Linked DNA regions of Mus musculus: regions 1, 2, 3, 4 and 5 are each linked to region 6. Evidence: chromatin contacts called from public HiChIP or PLAC-seq, Micro-C and promoter capture Hi-C data. All regions are on one chromosome and are shown on one strand. Each heading gives the region's core, a stretch centred on a gene start, on an enhancer-like site or on the middle of the called end of the contact. The rest is flanking DNA. Distances are from core to core; before and after follow the strand shown. Region 1 has its middle 97 kb from the start of Gm25204. Region 2 overlaps Ccser2 (coiled-coil serine rich 2). Region 3 holds the start of Slc18a3 (solute carrier family 18 (vesicular monoamine), member 3). Region 4 holds the start of Lrit2 (leucine-rich repeat, immunoglobulin-like and transmembrane domains 2). Region 5 holds the start of Ghitm (growth hormone inducible transmembrane protein). Region 6 holds the start of Grid1 (glutamate receptor, ionotropic, delta 1).

The links. Promoter capture Hi-C pulls out the DNA fragments that hold promoters and counts their contacts. A called contact is a pair of places that touch in the nucleus more often than the background predicts. HiChIP or PLAC-seq counts read pairs in DNA pulled down with a chosen protein or histone mark.
Region 1: a contact with region 6 is called in a Micro-C map of B cells, with 11 times the contacts expected there. The contact joins the enhancer-like site here to the promoter of Grid1 in region 6. A contact is called at or near these places in 15 of 39 promoter capture datasets (the 3T3-L1 cell line, 3T3-L1-derived adipocytes, the C10 cell line and 9 more), 5 of 15 datasets of contacts at CTCF or cohesin (embryonic stem cells, hippocampal excitatory neurons, large pre-B cells and 2 more), 122 of 484 Hi-C or Micro-C datasets (the 3T3-L1 cell line, 3T3-L1-derived adipocytes, the AML12 cell line and 70 more), 14 of 115 datasets of contacts at active chromatin or transcription factors (PVALB interneurons, Th17 cells, astrocytes and 10 more) and 1 of 9 other capture datasets (embryonic stem cells).
Region 2: an H3K4me3 HiChIP or PLAC-seq map of stem cell-derived neural progenitor cells shows a contact between it and region 6, with 23 times the contacts expected there. The contact joins the enhancer-like site here to the promoter of Grid1 in region 6. A contact is called at or near these places in 6 of 39 promoter capture datasets (cranial neural crest, embryonic stem cells, frontonasal cranial neural crest and 3 more), 1 of 15 datasets of contacts at CTCF or cohesin (stem cell-derived epiblast-like cells), 2 of 115 datasets of contacts at active chromatin or transcription factors (embryonic forebrain and stem cell-derived neural progenitor cells) and 1 of 9 other capture datasets (embryonic stem cells).
Region 3: a contact with region 6 is called in a Micro-C map of embryonic stem cells, with 5 times the contacts expected there. The contact joins the promoter of Slc18a3 here to the promoter of Grid1 in region 6. A contact is called at or near these places in 1 of 484 Hi-C or Micro-C datasets (embryonic stem cells) and 1 of 9 other capture datasets (liver).
Region 4: a promoter capture Hi-C map of embryonic stem cells shows a contact between it and region 6, with 10 times the contacts expected there. The contact joins the promoter of Lrit2 here to the promoter of Grid1 in region 6. A contact is called at or near these places in 11 of 39 promoter capture datasets (the 3T3-L1 cell line, the C10 cell line, HPC-7-derived erythroid cells and 7 more), 1 of 115 datasets of contacts at active chromatin or transcription factors (stem cell-derived neural progenitor cells) and 1 of 9 other capture datasets (liver).
Region 5: a contact with region 6 is called in a promoter capture Hi-C map of hippocampal neurons, with 14 times the contacts expected there. The contact joins the promoter of Ghitm here to the promoter of Grid1 in region 6. A contact is called at or near these places in 5 of 39 promoter capture datasets (cranial neural crest, frontonasal cranial neural crest, hippocampal neurons and 2 more), 1 of 484 Hi-C or Micro-C datasets (cortical neurons) and 2 of 115 datasets of contacts at active chromatin or transcription factors (astrocytes and stem cell-derived neural progenitor cells).

Annotation. Positions count from the first base shown.
Region 1 is chr14:36,863,001-36,865,700 of GRCm38.p6, reverse strand. No RefSeq gene overlaps it. Among named protein-coding and RNA genes, the nearest start is that of Gm25204, 97 kb to the right of the region's middle. Within about 2 kb of position 1,425, at least 76 of the 459 cell types and tissues checked have an H3K27ac peak or open chromatin away from gene starts, as enhancers often do. A contact at or near this core is called in the AtT-20 cell line, B cells, the Ba/F3 cell line and 16 more, where this site is marked.
Region 2 is chr14:36,891,890-36,894,589 of GRCm38.p6, reverse strand. All of the region lies in intron 9 of Ccser2 (coiled-coil serine rich 2), which reads left to right. Among named protein-coding and RNA genes, the nearest start is that of Ccser2, 76 kb to the left of the region's middle. Within about 2 kb of position 1,424, at least 68 of the 459 cell types and tissues checked have an H3K27ac peak or open chromatin away from gene starts, as enhancers often do. A contact at or near this core is called in embryonic stem cells, stem cell-derived epiblast-like cells and stem cell-derived neural progenitor cells, where this site is marked.
Region 3 is chr14:32,463,519-32,466,218 of GRCm38.p6, reverse strand. Slc18a3 (solute carrier family 18 (vesicular monoamine), member 3) reads left to right here and starts at 1,369. Exons shown (of 1, transcript NM_021712.3): 1 at 1,369-2,700. The coding sequence starts at 1,795. It overlaps Chat (choline acetyltransferase), which reads left to right and starts at 310. Exons shown (of 16, transcript NM_009891.2): 1 at 310-412.
Region 4 is chr14:37,066,652-37,069,351 of GRCm38.p6, reverse strand. Lrit2 (leucine-rich repeat, immunoglobulin-like and transmembrane domains 2) reads right to left here and starts at 1,323. Exons shown (of 3, transcript NM_001360134.1): 1 at 1,298-1,323; 2 at 95-876. The coding sequence starts at 863.
Region 5 is chr14:37,133,903-37,136,602 of GRCm38.p6, reverse strand. Ghitm (growth hormone inducible transmembrane protein) reads left to right here and starts at 1,281. Exons shown (of 9, transcript NM_078478.5): 1 at 1,281-1,408.
Region 6 is chr14:34,818,847-34,821,546 of GRCm38.p6, reverse strand. It overlaps Grid1 (glutamate receptor, ionotropic, delta 1), which reads right to left and starts at 1,411. Exons shown (of 16, transcript NM_008166.2): 1 at 1,241-1,411. The coding sequence starts at 1,319.

The sequences.
Region 1 (2,700 bases), core at 176-2,675, 2.0 Mb before region 6:
AAGCCTCCACGGCCCTAGTCGAGCTCATCTTTCTCGGGGCTATGCGTTGTGTGTTATATAAAGTGTTAAGAGTCAGTTCCTCAGAGCCCACAGTTTCACCTGCTCTTCTCTGTCAGCAAACGGTCAGCAGCTCTTTTTCTTTTCTCTTCTGCTCTGCATGATGACCGAGTGGAGCAGAATTCCTGGAAAAGTCCTTGACCTTCATCTCAGTTATCTTCCTGTTGTCGAGATAAGACACCATGACTGAGACAACTGTAGACGAGAGAGTCTATTTGACTCTTATGGTTCTCATGGAGGAGAACATGGCAGCAGGCAGGCAGGCAGGCAGGCAGGCATGGCGCTGGAGTAGCAGCTAAGAGCTCACATTTTGATCCTCAAAGGGATGCTGAGAATGGCTTGAGTCTTTTGAAACCTCAAAGCCTACCCCTTGTGATGTACCTCTCTCAACAAGACCAAACCTCCTAATCCCCCCCAAACAGTTCTAACAACTGGGACCTAAGCTCATAATATATGAGCCTGTAGAAGCCATACTCATTCAAACCGCTAGAGCACCTAACATTACAAGTCTAGGAATCAAAGGTGGCATCAAACCCAGGAAAGTTGGCCGGAATAATGAAGGCTGCTTGCCTGAGTGGGCTCCTTGCCTTTCCAGTTTGTTTAGTTTTGCAGTGCTGGACTTGGGCCTGGGACCTTGATTTTGCACCTCAGTCTCTGAGGTACTTTCCTAGCCTTCTCTTACTCTTTTAAAACATTAATTAATTAATTCCTACTTATTAACTTTACATCCTGCTCACTGCTCCCCCCCCCCCCCCAGGTCACTTCTCCCAAAATCCTTCCCGCTCCCCTTCCGCTATGAGCAGATGGGGGCCCTCTGGCAAGTCCTTTCCTGCGTATACTGAAGGCCAGCTGATATATCCAGTCTCATGGACTAAACAAATATTAGATTCATAGGCAGTCATTGTTGGATTAGCTGTAGCACAGGCTATAAATGATTCGAATAAGTCATAATACAACACATAGCATATACATATTTATCTATCTGTATCGATTTTAATATCTATATCTCTCTGTCTATTTCTCTGTGTGTCTGTGTATCTGTCTGAGTGTCTGTCTGTCTTTCCATGTTCTGTTACTCTAGAGAACCCTGGCAAATACAGAAAGAGAGCTACTTTGTGGTATAGGAATCTGGGCTTTGCCACTTGCAGCCCTCTATATAGGAAGGGGACATTATAAGAAATTCAGTTTCTCTAAGGGTCTCTTAATCCGCAAAATTCAACGAAGATGTGTCCAGGAGTTTCTGGGTGTTTTGTTTTGTTTTGTTTTGTTTTGTTTTGCTCCAGATGGGGCTTCCTGCATTAGTGTGATCACATGGCCAGACCTGCATTCCCAAACACGGCCACACGAGGGCGCGCAGCTCACTCTACGGAGCAGTTTTGCGCACTGTTTTCAGGTCTGGAGAAAGTGAAACCTGCAGGCAGGTGACTTTCTGGGCCTGCTGAGGGATGAGTTGGAGGTCTGGTGGAGGTCTGCGGATGCCTCACCGTGGACAGCCCTATTTCCAAGCAGCAGAGCACCTGGCTGGTCTGGAAATCACACCCTAGCTGCAACCCTGGAGTCACACAGCACTGGCCTCTCTTAGACCTTCTCAAATGCAGGCGAGAGGAGGGGAATAAGTTCACAACAGGATGTGCTGAAAGGCCAAAGCAACAAGCGACGGTGCTGCTCACATCTCCTGGTGCCCGTAGTACCCCTCATAGTTTTTGCTTGTTTGTTTAGGTTTTTTTTTTTTTTTTTTTTTCATTCATCTTTGGGAGGGGATCGCTGTCTTCTGAAGAGTGATTTCTGGGCCTGCTCTAAGAGTCGCACTTCACATGTCCCACCGGCAAACTGGGGCCCTGCTGTGCCTTCCCAGGCTGGGCACCCAGAGGCAGGCTGGCGGACCTCAGTTCCAGTGGTTTGGAAGGATGGTGAGCAGTTCAATACTGGCCTGCAGCCCCGGGTCCTTGCCGTCTGTGATTGATGTGTAGATTCTTGACTTTAGGCTTAGGTGCTGGTGATCCTTATCTGGAGTCTGAGGAGTCTGCGTACACCATCCATAGGTGGCCAAGCAGGCACTGCCACACACGATTAATCAGGAGGAGAGACGTCAGACATGAGCCCTAGGTGAGCTGGTGCACTCTGCTCTTGTTTTCTGGCTGAACACGTCACCTTGGTCTGCTGTGTCTCCTAGGCCCGGCAGTGAGGTGCACGGGGGCAGTTGAGGGTGGTAGAGCACTTCAGAGAAATTATTTTCTTCCCCTTCCCCACCATTGTCCAGAGACCACAGGCTGCTGCCAATGGCCTGCTGACCAGGGCAACCACAAAAGAGATTTTTATTTGTGTGTATGTGTGTGTGTGTGTTTTTTTTTAAATAAGTGAAATTTTAGGCACCACTCTGCAAGTATAGCATCCTTTCTCTTTGTGTGTTCCTGTGCTAAACTCATTTCTAATACTGGGGATTATGGGATGGCAAGCCTCACTAATCCTAGCCTTTGGGAAGCTTGCATTCTGGCACAGAAATAAATGAGTATGAATCCTCTATTAAAGACACGTTGACCTGTCCAGAAACACTGGAGACTAGGAGGGGCGCAGGTGTTGTGTGTCCGACTGTCATGTTCCGCCTGTGTGTTTGTGAGTTATATGTGACTTACCTGTTTTTGA
Region 2 (2,700 bases), core at 175-2,674, 2.1 Mb before region 6:
TGGGAGGATTGCACCATTCTTAACTACAGAACAGCTGGTAAAGGCAAGGTTGCTGGGGTGGGGTGGGGTGGGTGGGTGTGGCTACAGTAAGTGCACAGTTAAGCTGGAACACCCACGAGTCCTAAGGGAAAATAGAAAGTTAGTGTGAAAGCTCATGTGTGTACAGTCAGAAAGTCTAATCTAGGAATTACTGTACTTTCACTGGGGTTCATTCAGTGAATAAATAAATGCATGTTCATTACTTCAATAATAGTTACGTATCTAGTTAATAATAAGTTTACTGTGTGATCTTTTCCCCCTGTTTATTGGTCTTCCTTTGAAATACATAATTTTGGAAACAGTTACTATAATTATAGTGAGTTTCTTTTCACTCAAAAAGTATACCTTGCTCCAGATGTTCTTTTTTTTTATTTATTTATATGAGCACACTGTCACTATCTTCAGACACACCAAAAGAGGGCATCAGATCCCATTACAGATGGTTGTGAGCCACCGTGTGGTTGCTAGGAATTGAACTCAGGACCTCTGGAAGAGCAGTCAGTGCTCTTAACCGCTAAAAAGGTTAAGAGCACTCCAATCTCTTAGATGATCTTTTAAAAGTAGGAGTTCAGCGTATTTAGGCAAGGTTTAGGTGATACAAATGTGGGGGTGCAGTGTGGTTCTTGTTTGTAAACTTTAGGGTTTTTTTTTTTAAGGCAGAAATTTTAGAAATGAAAAGGCTATTTAAGTATCATTTTAGTGTGAGTTGGTTTTTTTTTTAATCTGCCTAGCCCTTTGAGAAGATTGCAGATAATAATCTCTCATCTTCACATTTTCTCATTACATCTTGAGACAGCTTAGTCATTCACTTGATGTACTTGTGAGAATTCTCTTGAGCATTATGTAAACATGAAGGAAGAAATCTTCCTGAAGTGAAGGATGGAAAGGGTTGATGGCTGAGAGGTTTACTGACTAGGGTTTGTCAGAAGCCATGTAGGAGAAGGAAGGAAATGTGAAAGGCAATAAGAGACAGATGACTGCCTGAGAAGATGGCTAAGGGTGTCGGCCGGGTGGCAGAAAAGCAAGCACTTTGAAGCCAACATGAATCTCCGCTCGAGATTTGAGTGAGTGGGCATGGTATCCCCTTATGGCTACAACACACAAGAAATACTAAACAAGGCAGTAGAGCCAAGGGAAAAGAAAAAGAGCATATACATACGTGTATGCATATTACTTTGTGCCAAGCTCTGTTCCACTGAGTATAGAAAAAGACAAGGCCCCAACTCACAGTAAAATTGCTTGTTTACTGTGACCAACAGTTTGTCTAGATGCTGGTAAATTCCCTGTACTCAAGGAAGCTTATGCTGAGAAGCACTTGCATGGCTCAGGAATGCTGTGGGAGGCTGCTGCTCTGAGAAACCAAAGGTCATCTTACTTTGTTTTTCTTTTTGTTTGAGACATGGTTTCACTCTTTAGCCCTGGCTGCCTGGAATTCCCTGTGAATACTAGGCTGGCCTTGAACCCAGCAGAGTCTCAAGTGCCTGTGTTTCCTGAGTGTGGAGATTAAATCACCAACAAGCCCAGTTGAAGGTTCATTTTAAATATATAAAGTTACAGATCTAGCTGTGGTTGGTGCAGTCCTGTTGACGCCAGCACTTGTAGGCTGATGTAACAGGATAGCCACAAGTCCAAAGCAAGTCTGTGCTTTATAGCGGACCTTGTTGCTTTTCTCAGAGGTAGTCTTTACTGATCTTGTACTAGCCCACTCTTAAGAACAGCATTATTTAACATTGAATTCCAATAATAATTAAACAAAAAGACAGCATGAATTTGAGAAGGAGTGGGGGCATATAGGAAAAGTTAGGAAAAGGGAAGTGATGTGATTATATTTCATTAGAAAATTATGAAATAAATTATTCGCATGAAAAAACATAGGACAAGAATGAAATTTTATTACCCTGTGTACTTCCAGTATTGTTTTAAAACTGTTTAAGCTTAATATTTAGATATAGGAAGTCAGTTTGCACATTAAATTCAAAATTATCCGGATGTATTCTAAGTTACCAGTCAGTCATTTGTTTGAGCACCTTAACGTAAATAATTACACAAATTAATCCTCAGTCTCCATCAGACAGCAAAGAAGGTCTAAAGAATCTGTGTCCTGTCACACAATCAGCTGCCCTGGGTTACTATTAAAACAAGTGTGGGAAGAATATGTAGACTGTCATGTCCTATGGAAAGGCTTGTGCCAGTTAAAACTGTTCACAGTTGTACCTAATTCTACTTCTCTCCACTGGTTTAATAATTGAGTATTGCATATGAGAGAGTTAAGGGAAAATGATCTGGCATATATTTCAAAATGTTCTGTTGGAGTAATTTCTAACATATAATAATCTTAATTCATAACCTTGCATATAGGAGAGACATATACAACATCAATTCAAGAGTGGAATAATATGTGTTGTCATTTTCCTGCTTGTGCAGTAGACTCATGATGTCAAGGTTTCCCAGTATATTTTTATAAAATCTGAAGCCTACCACCGATGCATCCCAAAAGGCATGGGTTTTTAAACATTAATATTTATAATTTTACTAGCAAGAAACTTATTTCCTTTTTCTTAGGCCTGGGAGATAGGATGACAGAGTAACTGAAACAACAGTATATCTCACAGATTTCTCTTTTGAGTAATCTCCCATGTGATTTTCTTTTGAGACCAATGG
Region 3 (2,700 bases), core at 120-2,619, 2.4 Mb after region 6:
CTATTTGTCTGCCTCTGGAGCCCAGATCACGATGTCTCCTTCCCGGGTGGGAAGCCCAGTGGAAGAAGCTAAATCCGAGGCTAGCTTGGGATCTGAAGGCTCCTGTGATTCCGCAAGACAGGGAAAGTCCAATCTCAACGTCACCACCACCTCCAATCTCAGCTGACTGGCATCCTCTCTCCTTCCAGTCTGTGGACTGGAACTCGGGCCTCACGTGCCATCTAGGGTCAAAACTCTTCTGAGGACACACTGGGCCCAACGCATAGGCTGATCTGTTCAGCCTGTCGCCTGCAAATCAGGACGCTCAGCGTGTGCAGCCCTCCCGGAAGGAAGGTGAGCCTTCCTAAGCCTCTACTGACAGCAAAGCTGCAGAGGCCCTGCTGCGTGAGACCCAGAAGCTTCCACGCCACTTGTGAGCCCCACTCAAGACTTGGAGGCGGCCGGGGTGGGGGTGGGGTGAGGAAATGCAGAAAAGTGGGCGGAGGCTCTCAAGAGCAGAGGGAGGGTAAGGTCTGGAGAGAAGAGGGCCAGGGAGGAGTTAGAAAGAGGAGTGGGAGAGTAGAAAGGAAGGGAAAATAGGCGGAGCTGGGGGGGGGGGGGGGAGAGACCCGCGCCCGGAAAGCCGAAAAGGAGAGGCCAGGTAGGGGGAGGTCAAAAAGTGTTAGTTTTGACTTCCAGGACCCTGGGTGCAAAGAACGACTCCTCCTCTCAATACTCAAACCCTTAAAGACTGGAATTAGCTGCTAAGACTTTCTGCCTAAGGGCAGGTGGGTCGGAACCAGACCCTGAAGGCTCTGTACCTTCCCCCTCCCTTCCCGGAGGAGGGGATGAGACGGGCTGGGGGCGGGATTGAGGAAGGGGGTTGCTTGCGCTGTGCCTCTGGGTCCCGGCTGCGTGTTCCAGCTGCGAGAACAGATGGAGGCAGCGCGGCTCACCTCGGGGGCTCCGTGCCCGCTGTGCGCCGAAGTCCAGGCTGAGGAGGAGGTCTAGAGCCCCCGGCTCTCCCGTCTCCCACCAGGCTGCGGGGAACCGGCTGCCGCACCCCTCCTCCCAATTGGGGGAACCTCACCCCTATAGGTCCCAGAACTGGGGGAAACATAGGGCCGGTTCCTTCCACTGCTCACCCATCCCCAGGGGCTTGTCTAGGACTACAGCTCGCCAAGATCCCCTTCCCCTTGCTCCCAACCTGGAAACATCTCGGAAGCGGACCCCTGCCCGGACGCGCCCCGCCCCCGGCCCCCGGCCCCCGCCCCGACGACGTCCTATTAGCATGAGCGACGCCAGTGGCCCGGGCACCACTCGGGGGCCGAGACTCACCGCGTCATAGCCCCAAGTGGAGGGAGAAAAAAAAAAAAAAAGAGAGGCGGCGGTGGAGGAAGAGGCAAGAGCGGACGCGCGGGGAGGGCTGGAGAGACGGCGGGCGGCGGCAGCATGCCCCTGGGCGGGTGCACACGGCCTCTCTGCGCGGCAGGGGCTGCTCCTGCTCTCTCTGGGCACCGCGCGTCCAGTCTCCCGCCTCAGCCCCTCGGCTTGCCGGCCTCCGCGGTTGCATCCGAAACAGCGGCAACTGGTCCCTGGAGCATCTAAGAGCAGCGGCGCCGCGCGGGACAATCCTTGATTTTTTTTTTTTTTTCTCCTGAGCTCGGGGATATGAACCCCACAGCCACCTGAAGCACAGGGGGCGCTACGCGGCTAGGACCGCGCCCCCGAAGTACCGTACCCTAGCCTCTGCACTGCGGGACGCCGACACCCGACTCCGGTGGAGGCATCTTAGGAAGAGCAGCGGGTAGGGGCATGGAACCCACCGCGCCAACCGGTCAGGCCCGGGCGGCGGCCACCAAGCTGTCGGAAGCAGTGGGAGCCGCGCTACAAGAGCCCCAGAGGCAGCGGCGCCTGGTGCTGGTCATCGTGTGCGTTGCACTGTTACTGGACAACATGTTGTACATGGTCATCGTGCCCATTGTTCCCGACTATATCGCTCACATGCGCGGGGGCAGCGAGAGCCCTACCCTGATCTCTGAGGTGTGGGAACCCACCCTGCCGCCGCCCACTCTGGCTAATGCCAGCGCCTACTTGGCCAACACCTCGGCGTCCCCGACGGCTGCCGGGTCGGCTCGGTCAATCCTGCGGCCTCGCTACCCCACAGAAAGTGAAGATGTGAAGATAGGCGTGCTATTTGCCTCCAAGGCCATCCTGCAGCTTCTGGTGAACCCCTTAAGCGGGCCTTTCATTGATCGCATGAGCTACGACGTGCCGCTGCTTATTGGCCTGGGCGTCATGTTCGCCTCCACAGTCATGTTTGCCTTTGCAGAAGACTATGCCACGCTCTTCGCTGCGCGCAGTCTACAAGGCCTGGGCTCAGCCTTCGCGGACACGTCTGGCATTGCCATGATCGCCGACAAGTATCCCGAGGAGCCTGAGCGCAGTCGTGCTCTGGGCGTGGCGCTAGCCTTCATCAGCTTTGGAAGCCTAGTGGCGCCACCGTTTGGGGGCATCCTCTACGAGTTCGCGGGCAAGCGTGTACCCTTTCTAGTGCTCGCCGCCGTGTCGCTCTTCGACGCACTCCTACTCCTGGCGGTGGCTAAGCCTTTCTCAGCTGCGGCTCGGGCGCGGGCCAACCTGCCCGTGGGCACACCTATCCATCGCCTCATGCTAGACCCTTACATCGCTGTTGTAGCCGGAGCGCTCACAACTTGTAAC
Region 4 (2,700 bases), core at 74-2,573, 2.2 Mb before region 6:
ATGACAGGCACCGTTTACACCTCTATATTGAGGCAGAGTCCTAACAGACCTCTACACTGCCCCCATATATATACAGAGAGTACAAATGGCTTACCATCAAATTCTCTCCACGTGCTCAGGGGATACTTCCATGCAATGGTTGGTGAGGGACTGGCTTGTGCAAAACATTGCAGAGTCACGTTCTTTCCTACCTGGATAGTGACATTGACACTAGGGGTTGAAATAGTTGGCTTCATACAAACTCCGAGCTCAGTCTCATGTAAAAGCTGCCCTGCCTTAGAGACAGGACCCTGGCATACCAGGTACGAATTCACCAGTATGAAAGGGGGACCAACGGACTTGACAAACTGAGCAAGTCCCCTTAATCGGCAGTCGCACAACCAAGGATTATTGTGCAGCGACAATACCATATTGGAAAGAAACTCAGCTCCACAACCAAGCTGTTGCCGTTTCTGATAGGCTGGCCAGTTCAAGAAGACACCCTTGGATACAACTGTCAACCTGTTGGAGGATATGTCAAGGTATATCAGGTTGGTTAGGAACTGAAGAGCCAGTTCTGGGACAGAATCAATCCGGTTGTGTTTGAGATCCAAAACCCGCAGGAGAGGGGTGGCGCGGAACGCTGTCCATGGTACTGAACGGAGTTTGTTCCCCTCTAGTCTCAGCTCTCTCAGCTCTGGCAGGTCCTCCAGGGCGCCTAGGTGGATCACAGTGACATTGTTAAAGTTGAGCCAAAGGTATTCCAAACTGCTCATGTTGGTGAAAAACCCCTGGGAAAGTTCAAATAAGGGTGAGTTTTCAATTCTCACTTGCTTGAGTTCTTCGGGAAAGTTGTCTGGAATCTTTCCCAAAGACATAGACATGCACTGAAGGCTCCTGTATAAGAAAGCAGAAAAACTTCAATAAGCCTCAAGGAACCTATAACTGGTATTTTGTGAGTCCTGTCACTAGACATGGAGATTAAATGAAAAATAATGAATTTAAAATAAAAGAGATGGCTTTTGGTAGAAATGTTCTGCTCCATAAACTCCAGAACCAACTAAAATGAATCCCATGGGATTTAGCTGATTTCCCACAAACTCTAAGCCTGTGTCACTCCATATCATTTTTAAAGAAAGTCTCCTCCACCCCCACATCACCCTCTGGAATCCTGTCAGCATAGCACACCTGCCAAAACTCTCCTCTGAACAGGTACACTCTGGCAGACAGAACGGCTGCACTGCATGTATAACCCAAGAGACCAGAACTTGCAAGAAACAGTAAAAAACAAAAGCCATATTTATCTGTAGGCAAATACCTTGTGTGGTTTGGGTAGGTATGGTCTCAGCTTCTGAGTAGCAAATCCTATTATTGGTAATCCATAAAGATGTAGGTCAGCACAGCAGCACTAAAGCACTGAATGCCCCGAGGTCTGTTACAGCCCAGCTCCCAGGCTCAGGAAAAGTCCATGTCGAGAAGTTGTGTCTCTTAACTAAAATGAAAAGGCTGTGGTTCTTAAGGTTGCAAAGGCGAATATACATCAGACATCAAGCTCCATTCTGTTTCTACCGTCTCTCAGCTTCTTACAAAGAAGCCAGGGAAACAATCAGGTGTTGCAAGCCTGAGTACCATAGCTCGGGATTTGGCCAGAATGCATCTAATACTTTACAGTTCACAAAGGAATCCTGAAATGCCAGTTTCCAATTATTTTCTTGAAGGGAAAGCAGATGATGAGCAACAAAACAACCCTGGGATTGTTTTCCTTGCTTGCGGTCTGCCAGCACCGCACCATGGGTGATGTGTTTAGTCATACTTCTACTGCATTAAGACTAATGCTTCTACAATCCATATCACTAGAATTGGAGAAACATCATGGTGTCCTTCCAATATGGAAGCTTAAAAACATAAGGACAAAGCTTTACAGTCTGGGGCAAGTAGCTTAATGGTCTGACTTTTCCCTGACTTTTCTAAAACACTGCATCACACCATAAAGAGCAAAATGTCAGGCTTGTGAATGTCATCTGTGACAAGATACTTCTCTATTTCTCTTCACATGTCACTATTTATTGTTTGTTCACTGTAAGTCATGTTTTCTAGGCACAACAGTGGTAAGAAAATAAACTCTATAGATATTTCCTCATTCAGTCTTCCTTGTGCTTCTGCTTCTGAGTCTGGCTGTTTGGGGGATATCTTCTAGTGTGTAAGCCGTTGTGTCTCTTCTACAGAACAAGAATCATCAGCAAACACTTCATGCTTTGGACAGGAAATGTTTAGATTAATTAATGCACAGTGCCTAGGACAATAGGTGCCCCACAATTCATCCCCTCTAAGTGACAGAGTCTAGATGAGCTGAAGTGCCACCTTTCTTATTAAATGAGAGCATATCAAGAAAATGCCAAAATTCTATGAGTTCTCATACGATTCATGATATACATTATACCCCACAAAAGGCTTCAGTGAAAAAAAAAATCTGCTTAGTAGCTAACCAGCAAGGCAGAAATGGGTCACCAGCTAAGCTGCTTACATCCCAGGCTTCCCACTCATACCAGATGTACTTTCTGGCATTCCTAGGCAATCTAACTCGACATTTGGATAGATCTTTGCAGTTACTTTCAAGGTAAAAAAATAAATCAAACAAGGAATGTGCTGTGGCATACACAAAGTCTGTGTGAGATGGGGAGATGTGCAGCTCTCATTATCTTTTAAATGATGATGAGGTGA
Region 5 (2,700 bases), core at 32-2,531, 2.3 Mb before region 6:
AAAAGAAAAAGAAAGAAAGAAAGAAGAGAAAAGAAAAAAGAAAAAAAAGAGAAAAGGAAAGGAAAGGAAAGGAAAGGAAAGGAAAGGAAAGAAAAACTCGGAAATAAACCCCTCTAGATCTCACCATCAGTAGTACACTCAAGAAGCAGGTTGGCTCTAATTTAAAAAAAAAAAAAATGCCACATTTGGTAGGAATGTTTTTATGGCAATTAGAAAAAATGTGTTATTCAATTTTGACACTATGCCCCACCCCCAGCCCCTGCCGCAGACTAGGTCTGTCTTACTCTGGCCATTCTGAAACTCACTACTATATAGACCATTGGCGTTATTTTCTGGCTAAACGCCCAAAACAAGAAACTCAACCAATGATTGTTTAACTATCCATCTAACTTCTAAAAGTTCCTAAAATTAAGGCTTAGTTTTCAGTACATACAAAAAAAAAATTGATCATAAGTTATAAAAACATAAACTTTATTAAAATGCTCAAGTTAATTTTGTGTATTGATATGTTCATACATGAGTTCATGTAGCATAATAGCTAAAGCAAAGTAGTGAAAATGCCTAGGTGGGTTCTGTCATTCCATAAATACAAAAGATTTGGTCCTGGCCTTATAATTAATTCAAAGTAAATTAATATATGCAGAACTCACTAAACCAGTATCAAATCCCTTAACATTTGCATAATGAATGAAAAGGAGAGCGCGTCAAGTACCTCTCACATAGCTCAAGACACCCTGCCTAGCCACAGCCCCAGCAGTGATAAAAATTAAGCAGTTAACGAAAGTCTGACTAAATTATACCTCTAAGGGTTAGTTAATTTCGTGCCAGCCAACGCGACTAGACGATTAACCCAAACTAATTACTCTCGGCGTAAAACGTGTTTTAAGAATGACTCTTAAATAGAACAAAATCCAATTTAAATGTGAAAATTCATTGTTAAACCTAAATCCAATAACAAAAGTAATTCTAAGCTGGCCTAGAGCTCACAGCGATCTACCTGCCTCCCCAAAAAGTGGGACTTAAGGAGTGCGCTGCCAACCAGTCCAACTCCCTTTTTCGCCCCCACACCTATTGGCAGCGAGTGCGCACAACGCACAACGCAGATGCCCAAAGCGTTTGCCAGTGTCGGCTTCCTTACTCGGACCCAGAAAGGACGCTGACTGTGACGTTTTCGAAACACAAACTTCCATTGGTCCGGTCTCCAAACCAAGCCCCGCCTTCGCCACTGCGCCCGCCCTTCCGTTAGAAGCCTGCTCTCGATTGGCTGCTTGTACTATTTACCTTTTGTCCGGATATTGCGTGACGCTGTGAGTCGCGCGGTTGCGGAGGAGCGGGCAGAGGGAGGTCGCACACTCTGAGTTTCGGTGACCCGGAAGGGAGCCCCGTGGTAGAGGTGACCGGAGCTGAGGTACTGCCTCGCGAGGCCTGAGAATTCCAGTCCTTGTGACGGGCGTCGGCACAGCGGGATCTGGGCTGGCTGCTACGGGCGGGGCGGGAAGGCCGGGCTCGTCCTCGCTCTTCATCTCCCTGGGCAGAGGGATGCTGAGTCAGCCGCTCGGGGACCCGCGCGGGGGCCCTAGCTGTCGGCGATCGGGTGCCGTGGGGGTGGTGCGTGGACGCGGAGGCAGCGGGCTAGCGGTGAGAGGGGAGGACCGGGCGCATCCGAACACTCAAGCTCAAGGAAGCGTTAGGAAGGGTCGCCACTAGTTCGTAGAGACCCAGCCCAGGAGCCGGTTTCAGACGTCCAGAATCTGCACTTAAATATATGGCAGATAACCCTCTTGGCTGTTCCACGACATAAGGCCACGCAGACTAGGTAGGCTCTGTTCGGGTCAGTAAGCTGAAGCCATAGGTTGAGATGATGTAATGGCATGAAAGTACCAAAAGGGCTCCGGGTTTTTTCCGCAAGGTCAGATGCCTAGAGCTGTGTGCACTTCGTAGTTCCGGAAATTCTTAACTTTGGAGGTGCTAGTTAAAACTTCTTTACATTCCTATAGTTTTAGGGTAATTCATGGGCGATTTCAAAGTCCCATTTTGGCCAAGTTTTCTTGTATTTAAATATTTTACAAATGGGGAGAAAGCGGAAATACAAATCACTTGCCTAAAATTCATCACAACTCATTGACCAGAAATGTGCCTTTAGCATCGCAGAAAGGCGTGTACTTAACTATTTATCGATATAGTCTAACTGGAACTGAGACAATTCAATTTTAGAATGTTGGGGGCAGGGGTTACCCTATTAAGAATACCAGAAGGTGTTTTAACAGGGAAACCTAGCAGGGCAATTTTGTTTATTTTGATTGAATGTTATGTAGTGGAATAATTTAATTTGAATGTATCTGTCGTATCTTAAAGGGAAGTAACATCTGACCTACTTGGTAGACATTTGCATGCCTGGCTTTTGTTCATGGTTTTTAGTCTCGAGTGGTTTAGTTATCTTTTCTCTGGATGATGTTTTTCTTGTGCTGAAATGTCACACAGATTCTTTTACTTTTACTCATTGAATGATGGAGTAAATATCAGGCCAAGCTATGTTTGTAAAATCTGTGATTGTGTCAACATAATAACATTGATTCTGTATTACATATATCTGGTCAAACTTGGATTTATATCATTGGCTGCCCATTCTAAACTAGATTTGTTGAGTCAGAAGGAACAAGGGAAGGATACAGCATTAAAAATTAATGAGGCCACTGTTCT
Region 6 (2,700 bases), core at 162-2,661:
CATTGCCAAGGTCCTATTGCTTGGCCTTCTAATTGCCCTGGAGCCGAGAGCTGGGTAGGAAAAGGACTCGGCTCCCGAATTCCTCACTATACTGGAGCCGCAATGCTGACCGCGAGACCCACTCTGGCTCCTGGGCGGGAAGCACGTTTGGATCTTGGCCCGGCACCGGCACCAGAGGGGAGGCCGCAGCCCTTGGAGTAGAGACTCTGTCCCTGTCATCCCCTCCACCTTCTGCTCCGCGGGTAACATCAGCCACGTTTCCTCACACCTCCCAACCCCCAGTTTATCCGTGTTAGCTGGTCTTTCCCAACTTCCGGAAAGGCGACTGCAGAGGGGCTCCCCCATAAGCGACCGCTGTTAGTCCCCCAACCGGGCCCAACTTCTCGAGATCCCAGCCATTCTGCTCCAAACTCCTGATCACTACCCCTCCTCCGGTCTCCCCTTCCTCTGCTTTTCCTCTTCTTCCTCTCCATCCAGCGCCCCCCACCCCACTATCCATGCTCCTTCCGTTCACCCCTACCATCCACACTGTACGCTGGCCCCAAGACTTATATCAGGCAGAAACTCTAGGACTGTCCAGGATTGGGCTGCAGTTGCCACAACCAGATACACACACACACACACACACACACACACCGAGAGCTACACAGACACACACCGAGAAACGGGCAAGCACTGTGTCCACTCTAACAGGCTGACAGAACGCGACAGTCGCACTGAGAAGCTCAGATGGCCCCACACACCCCAACGCCCTCTCACAGTGACACCAACCCCGTGCCAGGTGCATACACACTGGCACGCTGACAGCACCCATCCACAGACACACATGGTTCCGCTTTGGCCTCTTTGATCTTGCCCTGCCAACTTAGCTAGCCCCGAGCCCTATCCGACCCTGGCCCCAATGTTCAAGCTGTGACGAGGGGTCCAGCCCGCGGACAGCCCCGCCAGGGGCACGCATCTCGACAAGGGTCTATCCCAGGTTCCCCGCAGCCGCGGCCCTAAGTGTCGGCAGAGGCCGCGGGGCCCCGCGCACTGACAGGAGCCCCGGGGAGTAGCGAGGTGCCCGCAGGAGCGCCGAGCGGCCAGAGCACAGCTCCTCCGCGGGGCGGCGCGGGCCTTCGGGGGAACACCGACTGCCGAGCCCCTCGGCCCGGGGAGCCGCTAAGTTTGGACTCCGCGCATCATCGGCTCTATTAGGTGGCCCCCGCCCAGCCTCGGTCCGTCTGCTCTCCCAGCTCACCGATGTGGATGATGGAGTCGGCCCGCACCGTAACGCACTGGCATATCCAGGGAAGAAGCCACAGCGTCAACGCTTCCATGTCCCCCCGGCGCGCGGCTCATCCGCCCGGGCCCGGGGCGAGGCCGAGGGCAGCGCGGAGCGGGGAGGCGCCGGTCCCGGTGCAGTCCCGGGCCGCTCCCCGGGAGAGCCGAGCCCGCCCGTGCGTCTTCCCCCGCGCTCCCGCCCCTGCGCCCTGCGCCCGCCCCAACCCAGCCCAGCCCAGCCCAGCGCTCTCGGGCTCCCGCGCCGGCTCTGGTTGCGGTTGCGGCGGCGCTCGCAGCCCGAGCCCAGGCCGGCGCGGCGGGGGCGGCCCGCGGCTGTGGCGGCGGCGCTTCCAGCGGCTCGAGCGGCTCTGGGGGCGGCAGAGGCAGAGGCGGCGGCGGCCCGGCCCGCGCGGCGGCTCCGGGCTGGCTATGTGTCTGAGCCCAGGCGAGGAGCGAACTGCGGAGGACGCCCCCTCCCCTCCCCCTCCCCCTCGGCGGCGCTCCCCCTCCCCTCCCGCCCGCCTCCCTCCCCTCCGCCCTCCTCTCCACCACGTGACTGCGGAGCCTTAGCCTAGCCGCGCGCCGCTCGCCCGCTCGGAGGGGGCGCCCGGTGCTCCGCGCTCCCGGCCGGGGGATGCTACGAGGACGGCACCACGGTGGGGACTTGGTCTGTCTGCGGCGAGCCTAGGCTTGGCCGTGTGGGCCCGGCCTCTGGGTTCGCTGGAGAAACGGAGTAGGCACAGCCATCGACTACCCTCGGGGAGGGGGAACTCGGAACTCGCTGGCGCTGGGGGACTTCAGCCGAGATTTTGCAGTCCTGTCCCTGACCAGAACGGATCAGGGGGTCTCGGAACCCGACCCCCGACTCATGCAGCCTGCAAAGAGACTACAGACCGGGGCACCGAGCCAGGAGGCATCGGGATGCTTAGCGGGCGGGCGGCGGGCTCGAACCCTGGCTGTCCGGGTAGATTTCGGCGGGCGTCCATCCCCCGCCCCCGGGGCGGTGCACTGAGCCCGGAGTCGGGCAGGAGGCTCAGACTCTGAAGCCCAATTCATGGCCGGAAACCGGCGCAGCCGTGACCGCGGCGCCTGGACGTGAGGAGCCTTCCAAGCGGCCGGCGCTCTCAGACAGCGACCTGTACGAAGCCTTCTAGAGCGAGCCCGGGAGGAAAGCTCGCTCCCAGCCGCGGAAGCAGAGCGGGGCTCCCGCCGCCTCCGGGTTCCCTGACTCTGGCTGACCACCCCCGTGAAGCTGCTGAGAGATGGGGGGGGGGGGGCGAGGTCGCAATCCGGTCTCAATTCTCTCACCCAGGTCCTAGTTGGACGAGGCTCCACTTAACACACCTAAGATTTCAGGGAAACAGTTGAGCCCTCCAGGATTCTGATTCCTTCGGAAACCGGGTCCAGCTGAGTCTGGCAGAACTGGGCGCCAGGATG